3 separate regions of the Mus musculus genome follow, and all the other regions are linked to region 2. A link is a contact called in public HiChIP or PLAC-seq and Micro-C data. All regions are on one chromosome and are shown on one strand. The core of a region is the stretch at or near the end of the contact, and the rest is flanking DNA. Distances in the headings are between cores, read along the strand shown. Region 1 overlaps Stx8 (syntaxin 8). Region 2 overlaps Stx8 (syntaxin 8). Region 3 overlaps Ntn1 (netrin 1).

Region 1 (2,700 bases), core at 138-2,637, 110 kb after region 2:
TCCATTAGGTACACAGAATCCTGGCAAAAGCTACCTGGTGACCTCTTCTGGACAGCATTGTATGTCAGCTGTGCGTACAGAGGCAGGGTCAGGGTGACGAGCCAGAGCCACTAGGCCACCTCTCACATGCCGCCCTGGCGTCTGGAACTCATGCACTCACCTCAGAGCTCATAACCCTGTCCAGGTGCTTCACTTTTCTCCACTGATGGGTGACAATGGGTCACCTTGCCAGGTGTCCCTAATTAGTGCCAGGTGGCACAGCCTGGTCTAAGCAGGATGAATGAAGGAGTTTGTTATAGTGAATCCATAGCCTGGCTGGAACCATCCAGAGATCTTTGACATGCGGTCCAGAGGGAATTGTCAAAACAAGATATCCGTAACAGTGCTCCTGCCTGGCTTTTCCAAGACAGTTGAATTCCTGCCAGATAGAGTCACATTCCCAGGGGTAACCTACAGCACGGCCAGGGGATGTTTCTTAGCAAGTATTGATGCACCGGAGAGCTGACTTTAAATTATTGCCTTGACAACTCCTAATGTGCTGCTTTTGATTGCCGATGCGAAGGATTATCTATTTGCACTTGGTTTCTGCTGTTGACCGGTGGTGAGTGCTGAGAGGAGCTTCCTTCAGAGCCGGGGAATGAGCAACACTTTAGGAACACAGATAGGACCTAGAAGCTTCAGCACTCTCTGTACAGGAAGCAGCCATCATAGAATTGCTCACCCCCTTCAGGGAACATGAGCATTTCAGAGTTTGCATTCTTTTGGGAGGTGAGTCCACTTGCACGTGGTTTCCTGCTGCCCTCATGAGGCTGACAGATCCGTGAAGAGCAAGCTGTGCACAGAGTCCACACTCAGTGAACATTATGGATACACGTCACACTCCTGAGTAAATCCTCCCTAGGGTAGCACCGGAAGAATACATAATGAAGTCTCCCATATAACCCAGGATAACCTCAAATTCATAATCCCCCTGCCTCAGCCTCCCCAATGCAGGACGAGCACTATGAGCACTCTCAACAGTGCTCTTGTTCCACGTTAGAACCTCTTGACCGAGTCTCACCTCTCATTTTGACCCAACATCTGGCCAGTGAGATGAGTACTCACACAGGGTCTCTGTTGCTGGCCAGTCCAGGGCCTGGGGCCTAGTCCTCCGCTCCACAGCTCCCTGATGCTGAGCGACTGCTGGGCCCTGGGTCCAGAGCCTGCCTTCCGTTATTAGGCTGCCCTCCAGCTCCTCTGCTCCACCTCCTTCACTGTCTTAATTCCTTTTAATTTCCTGTTTCTAGGCCAGTTCTCCTTCCCCCTCCCCCACTTCAGGTGGCCTCATTGCTTCCCATTTCCTGCTGAGAGCTGCTGCTCCCTCTGGCCCCCAGATGTGTCTCTGGAACTGCTGTCACCTCCCCTTCTATTTCTATTTCCATGTTGCCAGGGTTTTCCCTACCGTTGCCAGCAGTGCTGCCTGGTCTCTGTGGTGACAGCACTCGGAGCTTCGCTCCAGGTGGGGCTGGGCCTCCAGAAGAGAGGGCAAGGTGCCTCAGTGCTCTCAGAGTCACCCCAGCACAAATGTAGCGTGCGCAGGCGCGCCTGGGTAGCACTGGCCTTTCTGAAGCCTGGTCTGAGGGAGGAGCGCGCCGAGTGCCTTCAGGAGGCTGATGCTCTTCTGCAAGTAAAGTCACCAGCCATCAGCAGCAACAGCATGACAGATCCCAGATCCTGGCAAAACCACGTGCTGCCCTGGGAAACGTGCACATGTCCCACATTATCCTGAGGAAGCGGCATGCAGAGGGACTAGATAGTCTGCCTGCAGAGGCAAAAGGACCAGGAAGGTGTCTGAAGGCTGCCTTCTTTCCTCTGCATGGTCTGCAGACCATGGTGCTGTCTAAAGGCAAGGCCCTGATTGTTACCCAGCCTGACACAACAAGGAGACAAAGTGAAGACACTGTTTATCCCAGCATTTCTGTTTTCAGTCAGAACCCAAACTAGCACAGGCGCTATATGTTAGCCAGATTTTTGCCTTGCTGTGTGGTCCTTTGAGGGGCCACATTGTCACTTGCATGTCCCACACCATGCTGTGCTACCTTCATTCTCCAGGGACCTGAATGACCAGTCCAGCCCGCCCTCTCCCGTAGGGACTCCCCAGCTTGCTGAGCCCAGCTCCAAGACACTCCCACCCAGAGACGTGGGCCTTCTGCCCAAAGCCAGCTCTGCCGCTGGCCAGCTACCATCACGGGGCTCCTTTAGGGAGTACAAGTCTTTGTTCTTCCCACCAGTGGTTGCCCTGTGGTGTGAGTAGCAGGATTTGGGCACTGTAAACATTTTTTCATTTATTTTTAGACAAGTTTGGCTACATAACCCTAGCTCACCTGGAACTCACTATGTAGACCAGGCTGGCTTTGAACTTTTGGAGATCCACCTGTTTCTGCCACTCCTAAGTGCTGCGATTAAAGGCATGGGTATATTAGTGTATTTATTTATTATTCTTACATGTGACTTCTGTTCTCCTTGTGTGCCTGTTGTCATTCTCAGTATCCCCGGTATTAGTAATATTCCCCTTTATGCCCAAATAGCCACAACTTCCAGGCTCCCTAGTCCATAACTTCCTCCCTATATGCCTCCCCAACTGCCCAGGGTCTAGCAGTAAGTTCCCTTTTGGCTTTTTTTAACCTTCTCTTGCTACACCTCTGGGCTCAGCCTGTGCCC
Region 2 (2,700 bases), core at 102-2,601:
ACAATAGGAGTTACTTTTCAGAGAGAGATAAGGAAGTAGTAATTAGGGGGAGTGGGATGGAGAGGATGATATTAGGGTTTCTCCAGCCTCCTTTCTTGGCCTAGGTAAAATGTGACTGGGATAGCCGCATCCTGATTATTAGGGTTGGGCCTGGAGCTGAGTGGCAGAACGCTTGTCCTGTGTGCTCTAGGTCCTGGGGTGCAGTCCTCAGTACTACACAGACACTAAAAAATACACACTTTGTGATAATTGACTCAACTGTGGATTGGAGTTACTTGTATTTCACAACCAATATGGAAATGTTAATTAGCTCCTAGTTTCATGGCTGTGCTGTCCCTGGATTCAAGCTCTGTGGTATCACTGACTACTGTGATTTATAGCTTCTGTTATTATATAATGACTCAACCAACTTGAGTCCCCTCCTCCCCATTCATTTCTTCATTATCTGAAAACAATATGAAGGACAGGGTGTTCATTGTATAACCCAGGCCGGCCTCAAACTGGTGGCAATCCTGCCCTTAAGTTCTTGGATTATCAGCATGAGCCACAACCCCTGACTGAAAATATTGAAAAATATTTTGGTGGGGAAATGGTATGTGTGTGGTACATAAATGTCCTTTGTAAGTGATATTACAATATTGTCTCTGACATGTTGTTCAGACATAAATGTTGTATGTTTGCAAAAAATTTAGAATATGCTTTCTAACATATAAATCTATGCATGCATATACAGACATAGAAACAGAAATATTTGTATATACACATACACCCGTGTAATTCTTTGTTATGACATACTGTTCGTTTATCATGTTTTCTGTCACTCTCTCTGCAAATGGAATCCGCAAATGGAATCTGCAAATGGAAGCTGGCCCAACAGATCCCATCCACACACGGGGAGCATTAGTGCAGCGTGAGGCAAAGTCTCTCCGCCACATAGTTCTGCTAATCGGAATGAGTTTAGCATGTGGTATTTACTGTTTGGTCTTGCCGACACTCACTTTGTGTTCTGACACGATGCTCTAGTTACTAACAAAAGCATCTGCCATGGAAAAAAAGTAGTCAGGTGATCTTGCTGGAGTTTGAAAATGTGGCAGCTCTTGGTGGTTTTAAATATATGGAAATTAAAGATGGGTAGTCAGCTAGCGACTCAGACAATTTTTTTGATGCTGCCACAGACCCCACAAACTTCACTGCAAGTGCAGCCTGGGAAGAATAAAAATCCAGGAGGGACGGAATGGCGGCTAAGAGGCACGATGGCCAAAGGCTGCCTGCCACAGCCAGAAGATGTGAGTGATTGCATCCTGTGAGGCACTAAGCACTTTAGCAAACCTGTGTAGTTTGATCCCGCTTCATGCCTTTTCTATGACCTCATTCCCTGCATTCCAGAGATGGGCGAGTAGTCTCTGACTCCGTGTGCAGTTGCCTGCGGTCTCTTTCTTTGTGAGTACACCATAGCCCCTCAAGGATGGTTTCTTTGTTTTGGATAGAGGTCCTTCCTATGTCACCCATGTGGCTCCAGCTCCTGGGCTCAAGCTGTCACCTCACTTCAGTCTCCCTAGTGGCTGGTACTGTGGTTAGTGCAGATGCAGGCTTCGAGTGGCTAGATTCTGAGTCCCCCCAGATCACAGTCATTTGTCCCCACATCTCTTTACCCCATTGTTTGCTGGTATTTCCTGGATGCTGTGTGATAGATCGTGTCCTTCCTTTATTGGGGAGTTTCCTCCCTTGCTGCTGTCCTAATGCTTGCAGAATTGTATCTGTATTCTGAATGTTAGGAACCGCAGGCGCAATCTCTGCAGATGATAAACACTGTCCACGACGGATACCTAATGCTTACATTTTGGTTGTTCCTACAGGAAGACTCAGTGTTTACCACATCAGAGAAAAGTCCTCTTTCTTTTACTTGATGGTTATCTCATCTGTCTTCCCAGCTCTTTATCCCCCACCTCTCAGTTTTATTTGCTAACATGTTTCGTCCTTTTTATGCCCTTTTCTGTCTTCTGGGGCATATTTCCTAAAGCTCGCCCCTAGTGTACAGTAACTGCCTTCCTTGTTTCTTTAACAGTCAGGGTTCTGTCTTAGTGTTGTCAAGGGTGTGACATTGTTGCCTTTTGGTAGGTCTGAGCTTGTGACACTGACTTAGTGTCTAATGGCTTCGTCTTGGGAGTATTCCTTGGATGTTCCTTTATTTGAGCTCTTTCTTGCACCTCTTGGCTCTTTGTACACAGAGCTCCCTGTCCATTTGTTTGGCAGTTGGGAAGGGTCTTAGCACAGGCCTCTGTTGCACATTTCAGACCCAGATGAAAGGCTCTGGTTTGAGGTGCGGAGAAAACATGACAGGGGTCCTTGCTTTCTGCCTAACCTGCCCCTGCTCACTGCCTCCCCTCGCCCCACCATGTGTAAGGTGTGAACAGGCAAGGGGACATCCCCATGGAGTGGCTTCCAGAGTGGTGGCTTCCAGAAGCACTGCAGGAGTTCCTACCAGGTGCCCTGCAATAGGAAACCCATAGGTAGGAATTTAAACTAATAACTTTAGAATTTTTATTTATTTAAATGTGTGTATGGGTGTTTCACTATACATACAAACACACACACACACACACACACGTATGTGCACCACATGCACACCTGGTGCCCATGGAGGTCTAAAGAAAGCATCAGATACCCTGGGCATAGAATTACAGGCAGTTAGGAGCCTCC
Region 3 (2,700 bases), core at 85-2,584, 120 kb after region 2:
CACTCCCGATGCCTCCTCAGGAGGTGTTGCTGGGTCTGTCCCAGACCATACTCCAGGCTCATATCCTCAGAGTTCTCTAGAGACAAGCTGCCTGGGTCTCAGTGGTAACCACTATCCCACCCAACCCTCGCCTACTGTGGGAGTGTCAAGAGGGCTAACTGCTGATGTGCAACTGTGGTGAGGTCAGAGTCTGAGTACCGGTGCTGGTGTGACCTTGGGCACGTGGACATGTCTTTTTACTGGTGAACACGAAGACAAGAGTGAATCCCTGCCTCGCAGGTTTGTGGTGAAAACAGGCCAGGAGCATATGGGTAAAGTGCCTGGCACCAAGAGGGTGCTCAGTAAGTGGCAGTGGTGATGTGGGCAGAAGTGGAGAAGCAGAGGGAGCCGTGTCACTGAGGGGCTGAGCTTCATCCCTCATATGGCCCTTCAGGGCAGCCAAGTGGGCAGGAGAAATGAAACCAATTTCCTGACTGAGAGGGCCAGGCCTCTCATCCAGTGTGCGGGGCGCGAGGCTAGAGGCCCGAGTACAGGGAGGCAGGGAAAGGCTAAAGGGGCCTGGGAAGCAACCAGAAGGGAAGCTTGGAGCTGCCTGCGTGAGGACATTAAGTCTCTAAGAGAAAAGAGAGCTAGGCATACAGGAGGGCCTGGGGACCTCCACAAAGAAGGCAGCCAGAAAGGAATAGACCAGACTGCCCAGGCTAGACCAAGACAGCTGGGAGCTAGAGTGGGTTTCTTAACCAAGGAGTCTATGTCCCTTTTCTGGGGAGCCAGCAGTGAGGGCGGCAGCAGGAAGCAGTCACAGAATGCTTGGACCCCAAGAACCTGACCATTCCTGGCCTTGCCCTCCAGCTTGGACGCCAGGCACCTTGCTGAGCAGCGACCCTACCCTGACTCAGGCAAGCCCCTTCCCCCAAGCCTGGTTCAAACTGCCTAGACAGCCGCTGGCATTCCAGACTTAACCAGGCCCTCTCCAGCTGTTGACATTGCTGTGAGGCCTTGTGGGAGCTGATGTCATTACACAAATAGTGTCACTGCCCTAAACCCCCGCCAGTACCCCTCCCCCTCCCCTGGAAAATGTCATAAAAAGGGCTGTTTCCAAGTTTCCAGCAAGGAAACTCTCTGGGAGGTTTTGGTTTGCAATGCCTCCTTCCACAGGCAGCTCCAGCAGAGGCAGTGACCACCCGGCTTGACTTCAGGGTCCTTAGGCCCTAGGCCCTCTGATGGGCCAGGAGCCTGGGCCAGCCCCACTGGAGTAGAGCAGGCCCCAGGAGAACTCTCCCCTCCCTACAGATGGTGAACTCCACCCAGGAGACCAGCCCAGCAGGTGGCAGTGGAGACCAAAGCTGGCTGATCCCAGTGTCATCGGGCCCTCTAACATAGGGACCTGTTGTCAGAGTCTGGAGTCCTGTGGGAATTCCTAGACAGCGGGTGATGGAGAAAGGAGGGGGGCGTGACTAGTGTCTGGTGGTGGATTGGTTGCCCCTGCCCAGGCTGCAGGCCCAAAAATTCACAGTTCTTACATCCCCCTTCAATAACCATCAAACACAGCGACTGTAGACCACTGTGCCATTCTGTTCCCGCCTCTCAGGACCTCCCTAACCCCTCCACGGCGACCCCCACCTAGCCCTAGGGAAGCGCATCTCTGTTCTGGAAGGAGCGCCGTGAGGTAGCTATGTCTTGTCCTCATTTCTCCAGGGCCTGGCCTGTCAATACAGGGTGCTTTCTGCCATGCGCATAAGAGCGCAGCCAGGGGTGTGAGGGTGGGGCTGGGGCGGAGCCGCTGAGGGCCCCGCCCCACTTCGACTTCGCCCCGCCCCCACCCTCCCAAAAAAACCCCTGACGGCCAAGTCCAAGGCTGCCAGCCTTTGCCAGCGCCCTGCCCGCCCTCCTGGAGCCCGCGCCACCTCCGCGCTAGGCCTTCTTGCACTTGCCCTTCTTCTCCCGTTGCTGGAACTTGCGCAGCCGCCGTGCCCATGTGTCCCGCCACTGGATCACCAGGCTGCTCTTGTCTGCCACGATGCCACTCTGGTCAGGTGAGTCCTCGGCATTACCCAACAGCAAGTACTTCTTGAGGGGCTTGATTTTGGGACACTTGCAGGCGATGTCTCGTGAGCGGATCCACAAACTCTGGTCACCACGGCGAATACGACTTGTGCCCTGCTTGTACACGGAGATGATGTTCACGGTGAACTTCCACCAGTCCCCTGCTTTGTCGGCCTTCAGGATGTGGATCTGGACAGCTGTGAGGAAGCAAACAAGTGGTGTGGGCCATGGCTGGGAAGTGCAGCCAGGTGCCCAGGTCCTGGGATGGGATGGGCCCGACCTGCACGATGTCCTACAAGAACCTGGAGTGGGATCTGGAAAGTGACTGCAAAGGGCTCCCCACGGGCAATGGGTGAGCTAAGCTCATCCCAGAACCTGAGCTAATACCTGGGCCAAAGCCCCTATCCCAAGAAGTGTTGCTCCTGCCTTTGTTGAAGGTGCCCCCCGCCCAACACTGCCTCTTGGAACATGTTGAGATCCATAAGGGAGACTCCAGGGAAGCGGGGTAGATGGATTAAGCATGCCCCTAGCTCTCTAGATAGTCTGCTTGCCCCTGAGGGCAGGTGGCTTTGATGACAGCAGGGCTGACTCCTCTGGAAATGAGGAGCACCTCACATGCCTAGACTTCCAAAGGCTCCAGCCACTTCACCCCAA

What was found. A called contact is a pair of places that touch in the nucleus more often than the background predicts. HiChIP or PLAC-seq counts read pairs in DNA pulled down with a chosen protein or histone mark.
Region 1: a Micro-C map of trophoblast stem cells shows a contact between it and region 2, with 2.5 times the contacts expected there. The contact joins two enhancer-like sites. A contact is called at or near these places in 4 of 39 promoter capture datasets (the 3T3-L1 cell line, cranial neural crest, embryonic stem cells and 1 more), 1 of 15 datasets of contacts at CTCF or cohesin (pro-B cells), 8 of 484 Hi-C or Micro-C datasets (the C2C12 cell line, cerebral cortex, embryonic fibroblasts and 3 more) and 3 of 115 datasets of contacts at active chromatin or transcription factors (Th17 cells, double positive thymocytes and thymic regulatory T cells).
Region 3: an HNF4G HiChIP or PLAC-seq map of pancreatic cancer cells shows a contact between it and region 2. The contact joins two enhancer-like sites. A contact is called at or near these places in 2 of 39 promoter capture datasets (the 3T3-L1 cell line and 3T3-L1-derived adipocytes), 1 of 15 datasets of contacts at CTCF or cohesin (pro-B cells), 8 of 484 Hi-C or Micro-C datasets (the C2C12 cell line, the HL-1 cell line, double positive thymocytes and 2 more) and 4 of 115 datasets of contacts at active chromatin or transcription factors (the HPC-7 cell line, cardiomyocytes, pancreatic cancer cells and 1 more).

Annotation. Positions count from the first base shown.
Region 1 is chr11:68,194,589-68,197,288 of GRCm38.p6, forward strand. All of the region lies in intron 7 of Stx8 (syntaxin 8), which reads left to right. Among named protein-coding and RNA genes, the nearest start is that of Mir6406, 25 kb to the right of the region's middle. Within about 2 kb of position 1,388, at least 48 of the 459 cell types and tissues checked have an H3K27ac peak or open chromatin away from gene starts, as enhancers often do. A contact at or near this core is called in trophoblast stem cells, where this site is marked.
Region 2 is chr11:68,088,685-68,091,384 of GRCm38.p6, forward strand. The region is part of intron 6 of Stx8 (syntaxin 8); the gene reads left to right. Among named protein-coding and RNA genes, the nearest start is that of Stx8, 120 kb to the left of the region's middle. Within about 2 kb of position 1,352, at least 71 of the 459 cell types and tissues checked have an H3K27ac peak or open chromatin away from gene starts, as enhancers often do. A contact at or near this core is called in the C2C12 cell line, pancreatic cancer cells and trophoblast stem cells, where this site is marked.
Region 3 is chr11:68,211,092-68,213,791 of GRCm38.p6, forward strand. It overlaps Ntn1 (netrin 1), which reads right to left. Exons shown (of 7, transcript NM_008744.2): 7 at 1-2,243. The coding sequence ends at 1,915. Among named protein-coding and RNA genes, the nearest start is that of Mir6406, 8.4 kb to the right of the region's middle. Within about 2 kb of position 1,335, at least 59 of the 459 cell types and tissues checked have an H3K27ac peak or open chromatin away from gene starts, as enhancers often do. A contact at or near this core is called in the C2C12 cell line and pancreatic cancer cells, where this site is marked.